Regions from separate parts of the Triticum aestivum genome. Here region 2 is linked to region 1. Evidence: chromatin contacts called from public Hi-C data. All regions are on one chromosome and are shown on one strand. Each heading gives the region's core, a stretch centred on a gene start, on an enhancer-like site or on the middle of the called end of the contact. The rest is flanking DNA. Distances are from core to core; before and after follow the strand shown. Region 1 has its middle 110 kb from the start of LOC123098215. Region 2 holds the start of LOC123098215 (3-ketoacyl-CoA synthase 6).

Evidence for each region. Hi-C and Micro-C count contacts between places; a contact is called where the count stands out from the background.
Region 2: a Hi-C map of leaf shows a contact between it and region 1, with 2.4 times the contacts expected there. The contact joins the promoter of LOC123098215 here to the enhancer-like site in region 1. A contact is called at or near these places in 2 of 5 Hi-C or Micro-C datasets (leaf and root).

The regions. Positions count from the first base shown.
Region 1 is chr4D:404,813,085-404,820,527 of IWGSC CS RefSeq v2.1, reverse strand. No RefSeq gene overlaps it. Among protein-coding and RNA genes, the nearest start is that of LOC123098215, 110 kb to the left of the region's middle. Within about 2 kb of position 3,402, at least 1 of the 8 cell types and tissues checked has an H3K27ac peak or open chromatin away from gene starts, as enhancers often do. A contact at or near this core is called in leaf, where this site is marked.
Region 2 is chr4D:404,926,926-404,934,368 of IWGSC CS RefSeq v2.1, reverse strand. It overlaps LOC123098215 (3-ketoacyl-CoA synthase 6), which reads right to left and starts at 3,149. Exons shown (of 2, transcript XM_044520140.1): 1 at 2,153-3,149; 2 at 710-1,985. The coding sequence starts at 2,869. The coding sequence ends at 1,212.

The sequences.
Region 1 (7,443 bases), core at 2,153-4,652:
GACTTCTTTGATACTTACTCACCTGTGGCTCGACTGACCACTATTCGAGTTCTACTTTCACTAGCTGCCTCACATGGTCTTCTCGTTCATCAAATGGATGTTAAGACTGCTTTCCTAAATGGAGAGTTGGACGAGGAAATTTATATGGAACAACCAGATGGGTTTGTACTAGATGGTCAGGAAGGAAAAGTGTGCAAGTTGCTGAAGTCTTTGTATGGACTCAAGCAAGCACCCAAACAGTGGCATGAGAAGTTTGAAAGAACTTTAACCGCTGCAGGCTTCGTTGTAAACGAAGCTGATAAATGTGTGTACTATCGCCATGGTGGGGGCGAAGGAGTTATTCTTTGCTTGTATGTTGATGACATACTGATTTTCGGAACAAATCTGAATGTTATTAAGGAGGTCAAGGATTTCCTATCTCGTTGTTTTGAGATGAAGGATTTAGGAGTGGCTGATGTCATTTTGAACATCAAGTTGTTGAGAGACGATGATGGTGGGATTACATTGCTTCAATCTCACTATGTGGAAAAGATCTTGAGTCGCTTTGGCTATAGTGACTGCAAGCCCTCTCCAACACCATATGATGCGAGTGTGTTACTTCGAAAGAATCAAAGAATTGCTAGAGATCAATTGAAATATTCTCAGATTATTGGCTCGCTTATGTACTTAGCCAGTGCTACAAGACCTGACATCTCTTTTGCTGTTAGCAAACTGAGTCGGTTTGTCTCAAAACCAGGAGATGTGCATTGGAAAGCTCTAGAGAGAGTTTTGCGTTATTTGAAAGGCACTGCGAATTATGGAATTCACTACACTGGGCACCCAAAGGTGCTTGAAGGGTATAGTGACTCAAACTGGATCTCAGATGCTGATGAGATAAAGGCCACGAGCGGTTATGTATTCACTCATGGAGGTGGCGCTGTTTCTTGGAAGTCTTGCAAGCAGACCATCTTAACGAGGTCAACAATGGAAGCAGAACTCACAGCACTAGATACAGCTACGGTCGAAGCAGATTGGCTTCGCCGGCTCTTGAATGACTTGCCGGTTGTTGAGAAACCTGTACCGGGTATCCTTATGAACTGCGACAATCAAACTGTGATCACGAAAGTGAGCAGCTCAAAGGATAACATGAAGTCATCAAGACACGTTCAGAGAAGGTTAAAGTCTGTCAGGAAAATGAGAAACTCCGGAGTTATTGCATTGGATTATATCCAAACGTCTAAAAATCTGGCAGATCCTTTTACTAAGGGTCTATCACGTAATGTGATAGATAATGCATCGAGGGAGATGGGTATGAGACCCACAATATGAGTTGTTCACAGTGGTAACCTATTCTTTGTGATCGGAGATCCCGTGAATTAGATGTGGAAGACAAGCTGTTGATCAACTGAGAGGAGAGTATCCTTACTATTAACAATACCACTCCATGAAGATGCAATACTCTCCTAAAACTGTATGGCAGGTTGATGTATATCTTAATGTGTTCTAAGTGGCTCATTTAAGCAGAGATGTTGTCCTGCAGAACATCTTTTGAAGAACACACCTATATGAGTCTGATTGTTAAACGTCGCAATCTATGAGAATAGGGTTCTCTCTAGTAAACTCATGAAAGGTCTCGGAGTATGACGCATAAGCTCCACCCGCGGGGAAGACCCACGGTAGCCACGTATCGGTCAAGGCTTTATGTGAAGCTAGATTCGCAGAAAACTTGCAGTTCAAGGCTTAGTCCAGTGTTCAAGTTGCTTACTAGTGTAGCATAGAGTTCTAGGTGGAAGTTCAACTTAACAGTCTCCACTGCAGTACCGGTATATAAGACAGTGTTTTGGAACTAAAGGCAAATTCTATGTGCCTCTAGGATCTGGTAGGGGATTGCTGGAATTTATCCTTTTATGGGCCTGGTCCAATAACAATTTCAGAGATTCCTAATAAATCCTAGAGGCCCACTTAGCCCATTCGTGCAAGGCAAGGGACACTACTAAAGTTTAGTCCCACATTGCTAGTTTAGAAGGGAGTTGGACCTCTTTATAAAGGAGGTTCTTTCCCCATATGTATGAGCCTAAGAACAAGAGGGACATCCACGCGCGCTCCTCCTCCGCCGCCCGCCTCGTCACGACGCGCCGTGCCGCGGGTTGCGGGTTGCGGGAATGAGCCGAGCCGATGTCTAAATTTTTGCCACGCACGACGGGTATACGAAAGGTCACGCGGGAGCTGAAACGTTTTCTGTAGTGGACACTGAATTTGAACGACGCGCCTCTTCGGCCGCAGCTTGTTCGTTTCGTCTCCCTCCGTTGCTTCACCTCCCGCCGCAGCCTGTTCGCGTCCTTCTCCTGTGCCTATATAAGAGAGGTCGCTCCTCTCCTGAGAGACACACCAGAAGCTCCTCTTCCTCTCGCCACAAAGTTCCGAGCACTGCGCTGCTGCTACGTTCTTCCCCATCCCGGCTTGCGGCGTGCACTGCAGGTCGGGACAGTAGGCCTCCGGAACCGCACCTTTTGAGTCCTGTACGGGAGAAGGGTGTAAGGTTTTTGGGGAGCGCTCTGCGCGACTACTGGCTTCTTCATCACGGACTCCGACGACTACTTCCTCGACGACGACTTCTTCCCCGACGTCGACTACCTCAGCAACAACATGGCTGGAGAGGATGTCGACCCCAAGTCCAGTGCTTCTGCTGCTGCTGACCTGTACGTGTTCTTGCTCTTTCTGTTAGATGTCATGACACAGTTCTTTGCTCTAGTTTCTGCCCTACATATGATAGGTTCTACTTCATATATGCAACTTTATCTAGTGTCTGTTCTAGATGTGTTTAGTTCAAGTTCATATATGCAGATGCTATTTACTTTCTTTTTGTCAGATTGCATGACTTGCTTTATCGCGGCTATATTAGTCATGCTTTATCTAATATTTCTGTTTATAAAATCATTTGGTAAATTGCTCATATTTCCAGCGCCGGCCGGCCCTGAGCATTACTCCATGCATGCACATGCAGGCCCGCCCATGGATGATCGAGTGTCGTCGCTGGCACGAGACGAGCGAGAGCTTGTGTTGGACAAGCAAGTCCGTCGAGATTGATCGTCAAACGCCTTATCGTCGCGGGGGACGGTTGGGAGGACGATGCCGTAAGCAAAGTCAGCCATGTCAAACACCATGATCACGACGTGCGGTTGGGAGGAGGGGAGGATCGACTCATCCGGTCAACGGAGAGGTCCGGGACGTGACTCCGCACGATCGTGTGGTGGCTGCTCTGCTACCGGAATGTGGTTGGCGGTTGACGCCGGCCGGCCTATTCATTGCGCTTCGCTATATCACGATGGCGCCGTGCTGAATCACCGGTGTGCACAGTGTCGCCGTTGGGGTCAACAGGCGAGACGAGAGCGTCTAGGAATAGGATTAAACGTTTGCTAGGGTAGGGTATGTGTCCATCGCTGTCGGTGCCGAGCACGTTCCGCGTCTCGGATTTTATGTGTAAATGGTAGTAGCAGAAGGAGCTAATAGGAAGCAGCTGTCAGATTTTATGGTCGCGGTTACGCGTCGATCGCTACGGCTCCGCAGTGTAGTTGCCGCCGTACCGATGTCTCATCTTTCATACGATACGGCCTCTCGGCGGTTGCCAACGGCCGGCGACGAGGACGTGCGTGCGTAAGCGGCGGAAAGCTCGAGCAAGCAACCTGCACAAGGACACGCATGGAGGCGGCCAGTTGTGCGTCCGCCGACGATAATTGGTTGGAGGCTCAGGCCCGAAAAGCGGAGAGCCAGAGCCAGGCGGGCGTGTGCCGGTGCCAGTGGCGAATGGCGGCGCGCCGGACGCGGAGACGGCTCGCTCCGCACGATTTTGGAGCGTACATTCATGACCGATGACGGACGATGTGCGGTTGCTGGTATGGCCGTTGGATATCGGCGGGCGCTGACGGCCGACACCTCTGGACGCCTCGTGCTGTTGCGCGGCAACGGAAGTAGATGGCCGGAGGTGCTGGACGGGCAGAGATGCGCGCGGCAACTATATCTCGCTTAGTTTTGTTAGGTATGTATCTCAATTTTTAATGGAGCAGTTGATAGTCTTGCTTTCAGGATTTTTTTCGTCCCATCTTTCATGGTATATTTCTGGTATATATCAAACAAATGTTTATTTTTTATGTCTATTTTTTATGTCTATTTTTTACCATACACATTGTATATTTCTGGTATATATCAAACAAATGTTTATTTTTTAATATATCACCATCAAGGTTTTTTTTCTATACAAATTTAAGCTTTTCCAAATGCTTCATTTCTTTTAAATACTAGATTAATTTTTTTGAATCATTCGTTTCTTCGGCTTTTTCTTTATTCCTTTCTTTGTATTCATCAGTTTTCATTATTTTTCTTGGTTTTCTTTGCTTTTATTCTTTTGAATTTTCCCTTCATGTTTTTTATTTTCTTGAATTATTTTCTCTGTTTTTCCTTTAGGTTTTTATTGGGTTTCTTCACTTCCCTTTGTTTTTTTTGTTTTTTGCCGGTTTCTTTTTTTAAACATATGTTAATATTTTTATGTACACATTCAAAAAACATCTGATACATCTAAAACATTTTTATATACATATTTAACATTTTAAAATACTGATTAACAATTTTGTGAATTTATATATTTACGTCTATATTTCCCATACACGTATTACATTTTTCTGTATATTTAATAAGACTTCAACATTTTTTAATACATCATCATGTTTTTTATGTACAAATTTAACAATTTTCAAAGCTTAATTAACAATTTTTTCGTAATAATATTTTTTTTATCATGGTCAACAATTTTTCTCTCCACATATAACATTTTTCAAATGCTCTATTAATATTTTCTAAATACATGTCTAGCAGTTTTTTAATACATGTTGAACATTTTTATACACATTTCCTTTTTTAAATAATTGATTAACAATTTTCTAATAAAATAATAAGATGTTTTGAATACATGGTCAACATTTTTATATACACATTTAAAATTATAAAATGCTTGATTAACATTTTTTAATATTGTTTTGATCAAAAAATCAAATAATTGTTTTGTAATAATTTTTAAATACACGATCAACTTTTTTCACACACATTTTATATTTTTTCTATACATTTTTCGTATACATCAGTAATGTTTTGTCTATACACATTTCACATTTTTCAAACAGTTGGTTAACATTTTTTTAAAATGTTTTATGTAAAGTGCTTTTTGTAATATATTTATTTACTCCCTCCGATCCATATTATTTATCGCTCAAACGGGTGTATCTACCACTGAAATACTTATAGGTACATTCATTAGTGTGACAAGTAATATGGATCGAAGGAAGTAGAATATTTAGAAGTATAAACAAAAGTAAAAACGAAAAAAAACATGAAAAAAAAACAAAACAAAAATGAGGTTGTGGCTCCCGCGCACCCGGGCTCGCTTCTGACGAGGGTTACCTCTGTCTCGGGTGAAGGGAGACATAGGGCTGCCCGGAGATGCGAGTTTACTGTGTTATTCCTCGCCACTATAACGCCTTTAGTATGCGCAGAATGCCAATGCCAGGCGACCTCCATGGAGGTCGTTGGCAAAAAAAAGTCAAAAATATATTTTTAAAGTTCAAAAAAATTGAAAAAAATCATACATGTATTCGTGGATGTATTCTACATGTGTGTCAATTTTGAAGATGAAATACGTTATCGTGACGGCTACACGAAAAAGACAAATCAAGATTTTCAAAACACTTTTCACTATTAGAAATTCAGGATTTTCTCTTTTTTGTGTAGCTATCACAATAATGTATTTCATTGTCATATTTTATACGCATGTAGAATACATCCATATGAATGTGTAGATTTTTTTTCAAAAAAAATGAAACTCCAAAATGTGATTATCTATTTTTTTAAAACAACCACCTCCATGAAGGTTGCCCGCCAAAAGCCACTTAAAGCCTGAGTCCCCGCAGGCAGGCCAAAGAATACATTGATTGCCTTCCCTTCTTGTTGAAGTAGCGCCAAGGCTATTCCATGCCTACTGCAAGGAGATGGCCTTATAGAGTTATAGGCCGCCTGAGCTATATATCGTCGGCCGCGACATGTATGCCCCCCTCGTCTAAGGCGCGGCGTGACTAGGCTGGTACACTACTGTAGGAGTTTGTGCTTTCTTCTTCTTCTTCTTAGTTTAGATTTTCACTATTTGTCGGCCTGTTTTTTTGTGTTGTTTCTTTGTCCTGTCTTCACTGTTTGGTTCGGGTTTTTTAGTTTTTTATTTTATTTGTGTCTTTGGATCTTTATTTCTTCGCTGTTTTTTCCTGGTTTTTATTTTTTTCTTCATTATATTTTGATTCTCTTTGCTTTTTCACCGTGTTTTTTTGTTTCTTTTGTTATACGTTGGTTTTCTTTGTTCCTTTCTTCAAATTCTACGTTTTCTTTTGGTCCTTCGCTTTTTATTTAATAGTATGATACATTTTTTGTGCTATAAAATAATATTTTTTACATTGTATACACATTTTTGAAAATTTCGCATTCATTGGTTTAATTATGGAAACATTTTTCATTGCAACAAATTTATTTGAAATTTATCAACATGTCTTTTACACTTTCTAAACATCTTCACCATCATGGTTTTTTTTAAAGTAAACTTAGGGTTTTTAGAATATATAAAATTAAAATGTATATACAAATAAAAAAACTAGCGAGATGTCGATAAGGTGTCGGTGCAATGACCCTCGCCCCTCCTGGGGGTGGCCCATTACCGGCTCCCTGTAGCTGCTCGCGGGCGAGGCTGCGGTTCTTCTCGTGTCAGGCGAGACATATGTGCACCCTTATAAGTCACTCGCAAGCGGCAAAAAGCCGTGCCAGGCTCAATTCCAACGGACCGGCGATGCAGCGAAGCACTTTAGCGGATGATGAACTATAGATACACGGTACTGCAGCGTCCGCCGCACTATAGCGGACCTATTTTTTGCAGTATACTTAACCATTTTTTAGAATATGAATATTATTTGAAAACATGAATGTTTTTTTAAATTTCTTAACAATTTTTACAATATGTGAATATTTTATTTGAAACTTCGAACATCTTTTCAAAATTCAAAAAATTTAGGTGAGAACAGTTTTTCAAAAATGCCAATGTTTTTTGAAAATTGTTCAGCATGTTTCCAAATAAAGTTCATCTTATATTAGAAAAGGTCCAGTGGGTATTAAAAAGTATGCATAGGTATAACAAAATAAGTGTCCATCGTATATTATAAAATGTTTGGCGTTTATAACATAAATGTTCATCATATATTAAAAAAAAGTTTCTATACAGCAAATGTTCATCACATATTAAAAAGAGTTTGGTTTATATAACAAAAATGTTCTGTGCATATTTGAAGAAACATCACACTATATTAGAAATTCTAAGATAAAAATGAATGGTGCAATAACAAAAAGAAAAAAAACAGAATAAACCAAAATAGAAAAAAATAG
Region 2 (7,443 bases), core at 1,900-4,399, 110 kb before region 1:
GTTTTATTTTTATGTCTTGGCAGACAAGTTTTTGATTTCTTGTCCGGTAAGTATACGAATTAGAAACCGAGTCAGTTTGGGATTGTGGTCGCGACACAATACCGCCTCTGGTCCTAATATGTATACAGCTACCGGTTGCGGCCAGAGACACATCGAAAACACCTAGGGTTTTGCCTCATCTCACAACTTGCGCCGCCATCGTAGTCTACTCCATCCCAAACGCCAGCGTGCATCGGCGCGTGGGAGAGCAGGTCTCCGGAACCGTTCGTCTTTGCGATCCTGCACCGGGAGAGGACGAATTAGGTTTTTGGGAAGCGTTGTGCGCGACTGCTCAAATTCGTAATCACGGGTCGTCTTCCGTCCAAGTCGGGCGGTGCTACTCATCGTCGTATTCATCACCGTCAGCAGCAGATCGTCGCCAACATCGTCATCAACACTGTCGCACCCATAATAGCTAACGATCAGTACGTCCAACATCCTCTGTTCATGTCTGTCTCTACAGCTATTGTTACGTGTTTGCTGCTGTTATGCATGTCTTGCTGTTCTTCTAGTTTGCTAAATTATTGCATGCTAATATCTCTTCTAGTCATGAATTATTTACTGGAATTAATCATGAACTTGCCTAATATTCCAACATTCATGAGTAGCTCGTGATGGCACTTACAGAATAATTGCAGGGAAGTATTACTGCCATTCAACAATATGCATAAGAACTGAAAACCTCTAATGACACGACACCAAACAATATATTCTGACACTTACATCATCTGGCCTATAAGCAATACCGAGTAGTACATGCATGTATGCAAGAAGAAGTCATGCATGAAGAAGATTTACACAACTGAAAGGAATTTGATTGACAAGCCCCAAGTGCCAATGTAATTATCCCTTTCACTGCAGTGGAATTTCGTGACACAAACAATTTAACAACCACGCCCACGTTAGCGTCGTCCAATATAAATATTCGGGTAGCCGATTAATCTCCCTGTGAATGATCCCCTCCTTGTGTGACGCATCCCACGAGTATCCATGTAATTTAATTTATGGCGAAGAAAATACTAGAAAAAGAAAAGGAAGAAAGAGAGCAAAGGAGAAAGAGATTGGTTTAATTTGGTCGGGGCCCCCACAGAGCTCCAGGTTTTGGGGGGCACGTACATGCAGATGCAGGGCACGGCCGCCGGCGGCGAGCCGAGCTCGTCGTCGATGACGCCTCACAGCTTGACGACCTCCGGGATGTGGACGGGGTAGCGCTGGATGCAGTCGTCCCAGGGCCCGTCGGTGGGCGTCTTGACGGTGCGGAGGCACTTCCAGACGGCGCTGTTGCACTTGAAGCCGCTGCCGAAGCCGATCTGCCACACGCGGTCGCCCTTGCGCATGCGGCCCTTGGCCTCGATGTAGGCGAGCTCGTACCAGAGCGAGCTGCTGGAGGTGTTGCCGAACCGGTGCAGCGTCATGCGCGACGCCTCCACGTGCCGCGGCGACAGCTCCAGGTTCTTCTGCAGCTCGTCGATGACGGCGCGGCCGCCGGCGTGGATGCAGAAGTGCTCGAACGCCAGCTTGAAGTCCGGGATGTAGGGCTTCCACTTGCTGTTGATCACCTTGCGCCCCACCAGGCGGAAGAAGAAGAGCAGCTGCTCCGACATGGGCAGCACCAGCGGGCCCATGGTGGTGATGTTGGACTTGAGCGCCTCGCCGGCGATGGCCATGAGCTCCTTGGAGAGCGAGATGCCCGAGTGCCCCTCGTCGTCCTCCTCCTCGTACACGCACCGGTACGCGCGGTCGTCCGCGCCCTTGTGCGTGCGCACCACGTGCACCAGCCTGTACTTGGCGCGCCGCGCCTCCCGCCGCCGGTTGGACAGCAGGATCGCCGCCGCGCCCATCCGGAACAGGCAGTTGGGCAGCAGCATGTCCCGCCGGCTCCCGTGGTAGAAGTTGGGCGTGATGATCTCCGTCGAGATCACCAGAGCGTTCGAGTTGGGATGCACCTGTACATACATGTTCGATCAGATGATCAGATCCATATCCACCATGTCACTAGCTGGTGATCGAATTAGTTGTGAAGAAGAGTGAAGAGTGTAGTGGCAGTCGGTACCGGTATTAGGTATGCCATACCAAATTAATTAAGAGATTAATGGGTTTACTTAGTACTAACCTGGAGCATGTCGCGCGCGAGGTCGATGGAGATGAGCCCGGCGCTGCATCCCATGCCGGAGAGGTTGAAGCTGCGGATGTTGCTGCGGAGCTTGTACTTGTTGATGATCATGGCGGAGAGGGAGGGCGTCGGGGAGAAGAGGCTGCAGTTGACGACGAGGATGTCGATGTCCTTGGGCTTGAGGCCCGTGCGGCGGACGAGGTCGTCGATGGCGTTGAAGATGACGAGCTGCGCCTCGGCGCGCGACGCCTCCATGCTGGGGTTGGGCGGGATGTAGTGGTTGGCCGGCGGGAGGCAGGTCTCCTCGCCGAGCCCGGAGCGCTCGAGGATGCGGGTCTGGAAGCGCAGGCTCTTGTCGTTGTTGGAGATGAGCTTGATGTGCTCCATGAAGGTGGTGAAGGGCACCCGGAAGCTGGGGGAGGGCTTGTAGCAGCAGTAGTCGACGAGGAAGACGGGCCTGGGGCGGGACATGAAGTAGACGGTGGCGACGAAGACGACGAGGAAGGCGGAGCAGAGGATGTGCACGAGGTCGAGGTCGAGGGCGCGCCAGAGCGCGAGCAGCTCGCCGGGGCCGAGGCGCGCCAGCTCGAGCGCCGTGGCCGCCATGACCGGCACCAGCAGCAGCGTCAGGAAGTGGTTCACCAGGTACTGGTACCCCAGCTTCACGTACTTGAGCCTCACCGACCCGGCGAAGCCGCTCCCCAGCGCGCTCGGCATGACCGGTCGGTCCGTCGATCGGCGCTGCTCGCTACTTAGGCCTCTGGCCCGGCCCGCGCCCGCACGTCACCCTGGCCTTCCGTCCCGCCGCGCACCGCTGCCTGCCTGTTTCTGCGGCGCACCGCTGGGCTCGGGTTGGTGCTACGCGCACGTACACGTCTCGTCTCCGGGTGCTGGCTGGGTGTGGGGCTGGAGGGAAGTGCGACGAGGCGAGATGCCGGGCGGAGCGGTTGCGGTTGCGGTTGCAGAGGAGGTGGTGGCGTGGTGGGGTTTAATAGAGTGGCGGGGCGGAGGGAAGGACCGGGGCAGATGGGCAGTTTAAATGAGGAGACTGGCTACCGCCACCAACCGGAGCGTGAGTTCGGCCTGGCCGGCCACTGAGAGGGCTCCTTCTGTTGGCGCGCGCGCGCGCACACACACGGGCACGGCGTCTTGTGCTGCGTCTGCGTGCGACTACGGTCTTCGTCCTGGGCCGGGATCGCTTTCTCCAGCCTCTGCGCCGTTTCCATCGGCCTTCTGCTCCGTAGGGTGACGGTTAACGCCAATGCTTCAACGCGGATCGTTTCGTTCAAGGAGGCCCCTGAAATTTTACTGTTGTTGTTAGACGCACATTATTAGTCGTAGTACAAACTCTGTCTGTGATCATTATTATTTATTAGTCGCACGGCGGAGTAGTACTTACATGGCCTGCTTGCCTGATACTATCCCTTTGAGCTTCAGACAGTTGAGCTCCAATCACTTGCTTCGACATGATGTAATTAAATAGGACGGGGAAGTGACACACTAAAACAGTACACCGGCGCACGGTCATGCTTACATCTGAACAATCGCGCTGGTTAACCAACCTCATGATATAAACCGGGCATATACAATTTACAACTCATGCTGTCATGCTGCTGCTGCCCTATCCTGTATCTGATGATCAAACCCAGAGACTCGCAAGGGCGGTTAGTTCAACAGACGTACCAACGCCTGATCCAGCTGAGCTAAGCACACGTCGTCCAGCAGCAGCAGTCACATCCAACTCCAAATTCTGAATGGGACGTCGAAACCCCTGCATTCCCCCTTTTTCACATCGTTCAGGATCAGAGGCAGGACCGCCGGAGACGCGGCAGTGCATCGTTCCTGGTAATTTTCCCCTCGACGACTATGGCCAGGCACACGTACAATAATTGAAATGACCAATCGGCTCGCTCCCTTGCACCCGCAACTTATTACTCCACACACAGTGACACCTGTCCATGGCCACATGTGCAAATTACTCCTCTGTTGGTACCTAGTGCTTGCACAATTAAGGCACTCCTGCAGCAGGGTCGCTGCCCCGTCATAAAGCTCCTGCAACAGCCGCTCTGCAACGACTGAAACGGTACCTCCATTTCATTTTTCTCCCATTCGTATGGAGAAAATCGGTTTTCCTTGGGTTTGGAGATTAGGAGACGCGACGCCGGTGGCCTGTTTTGGAAGAAAAGGCGCCAGTTTTTGGCGGAGGCTAAATCGCTGTCATCTGGTAATGGTAGCGGTAGGCACGGGCACCAGCATTTTGCACTCGGTACGGCCTTACATTGAGCAACCAATTCAGTGGCCGTGGATGTAGTACTGGTGTACAGTAGGCCATCACATTACACCTGCGACCTTGATTAATGATTGAGAGGACAAACTCTGACGGTGCACTGGCACAGCAGCAGCAGCTCCAGCTGGACTGGATTGGGTGCTGCCCGATCTTTGAACGGCTAGAACTGCAATTGCCCGGCGTGGCAGTGCTGCCCTGATGCCATGTATATATTCTCGCTCACAATTATTTTCCTCGCGACCGGAAGCAGTGAATGTAGTTCAGACTTGAGACCCGAGATCGCGCCGTGGTGGCAGGTGACTGAAGGAGGAGGTATAACTGCAAGCGGGCGGGCACCGGACGATCCCAGAGAGGAGAGCAGTAAAGCCTCGACGCCAAATCTGTTTCGCACATCCGCCACGTATGCAGTGACCTAAGCCGATCCAATTTAAAGCCCCCCTGCCACCGGCGCAGCGGCCGCGCAGGCTGGCTGTACAAAAGTGGTGAGTGAAAGTAAAGGAGTCATCTCCCAATCGGACTTCCCTCCCAATCTCCCGGAATCGAAAGGACCGTGTCGAAAACATTTTTTGTCTCGAGGGAAATGCGCCGTGGTCCTTCGCGTAGGCGTAGTACGTGCAACGGCGTTAAACATCTGCGTGCGAGGATCGAGCCAAAGAACGCCAGGAAAATCGATAGGAAAGGGCGTGTTTGGCGGCCGTTCCAGCCGGGGCTGGCTAGCTCAAGCCTGGCTCATCGGAGACTGATCGAGCAAACACAGTCTCTAAACCAACATCTGCGCATTGTTTAGGGTGTGTTCAGTTGAAGGGATGGCCTGGAATGGCATTCTTCCGAGCGAATATTCTGCCCAGATGCGGAATGAAGTCATACCCCGAAAACGGCCGGACCACGCGGAACGGCTGCCTCCCTCGCACTCGTCCTTAGCCCCGCAGGTGCGCCGTCTCCCTCCCCTCCTCCTTTCCCCATGGATCTGGGCAGCGCCGCCGGTCCACTCTCCCCGTCGGCCAGCGGTTGCCTCCCCCTCCCCCTCCTCTCCCCTCCCCCCTCCATGGATCTGAGCTGAAGCGGCCCTCCCTTCCCAGTCGGCCGGCGCCAGTTCGTCCCATCCCTGGCCGCCCGTTCCTCCTCTTCCCGGCCGCGGCCGGGTCCTCCTCTCCATGGCGGCCGGTTCCTCGCATCCATGCCGGCCGTTTCCTCCCTTCCGGATGCCTGATAATCTCTCTTTCTCTATCGTTTTGCAGCAGCTCGACGGAAGGACTCCAAGCAGCGGGTGCTCGACGGCCGGACTCGAACTGTGAAGGTAGAATAACCCCCCCACCCCCTGTATATGCAGCTACTGTTCATGTTTATTTGTTGTCCAGTGTATGTTTGCAATATATATGTTGATGTAAGCATCATTGGTAACTTGTAGATGGTCATGAAGATGAACACAAGAAAAAAGATGGTTAGGGGAGCTGCTGTTTTTGTTGCACTAGCTGCAATGGCTGCTGTTTTTGATGCTTTTGGGAATTTCTTATGTGAACTATATGGTTGTATGTGCAACTTGTTGAAAATTATGTTCTGTGCTGTCATTCATGTGTTATAAACTTGTCAATATCTATTGTTATGTTGTTTTTAATCAAATTACAAACGAAATGCTGCCGAAATTTTAAATTTTAGGCCGTTCCATTTTTCATTACGTGCTTCCAACCAAACACCAGAACGGAACCGACCCGTTCTACTCTTTTGCTCCTACCAAACACAGGAATGGAATGGACCCGTTCCTCTGGAATGGAACCATTCCATTCCATGACAGTTGGTCCCCTAACTGAACACACCCTTAGTTGCCCGCATCTTATTCTCTCGCGTTAGGGGAGCAATTTTGGCAGAGAGTTTGGTTGCCTGCACTGCCTCGGCTCACGCGACTACACGGTGTTTGGTTGTATACTTGGGATATGATTAAGAGCTAACACTTACACTTAGCACACACACATTGTGCCCGGCGACTACGGCGCCGCGTCCGGCACGATAAGCACGGAGTCTCGGGCGAGTGTTCTTGCTGACAACGCGGCGAACTAGTTGCTAGCCTCGGTGCCGTAGAGAAAGCCTGTGCGGAGGAGCGCTGAGGTAAAGGACGGGGGAGGAGAAATGCAGCGTGTGTTGGACCATGGCGACTGGGTGGAAGGTGGACGGTGGTAGTGGCGCCGCGTCTGACACGACGAGCACGGAGTCTCGGGCGAGTGTTCCTGTCGGCGTCGTGGCGAACGCCGCCGCAGAGAAAGTCTGTGCGGAGGAGCGTTGGGGCAGAGGACGGGGGAGGAGAAATGCAGTCTGTGTCGGACCATGGCGACTAAGGTGGACGGTAGTCATGGCGCCGTGTCCGACAGGACGTGCGTCATGCGCGAGCGACCCCCTAGGCGGCACGGCGAATTAGTTGCTAGCCTCGTCGTCGTAGAGAAAGTCTACACGGAGACAATGGATAAAGGAGAAATGCAGTGCTTGCGCCATGGCAGCATCAGTGCAGTAGCACAAGAGAGAGAGGAGGCCAAGATGACTGATGCCGGGGACGACTCCACTGTAGTAGGATGTGGGCAAGGACGTCAAAGAGGAACGGGGTTGGTGTCAAAAGGGACGAATAGGATGGCTCTGAGACAGAGGACATATGAGAAGAAATACAATGTGCGCGTAATTGCAGCGACGGTGCAATAGGATCGTCGAAACAGAAAACTTGCAACGCGAATGTCGTGTGGAACTGTGTGATGAAGCTGCCGGTCAAAGAAAATTTCAAACGGTCGACCGTACGCGACGAATTTGACACCAGCTGCCCGCATTCATGTCGTTGTAGAGCGCGCCGCTTCACATTGCAGGTAGCTCAGGGCGGACGCGACCTCTCACCGCCTCCGCCATTGAAGCGGCGCGGTGGCTGAGGGCGCCGCCCGCTGCACGCTCGGCTAAAAATGCCTCATCGTCGCATTCAAACACCTTCATTAACCCCGCGTGGAAGCCGAGAAATCTACTCCGGCCTCAC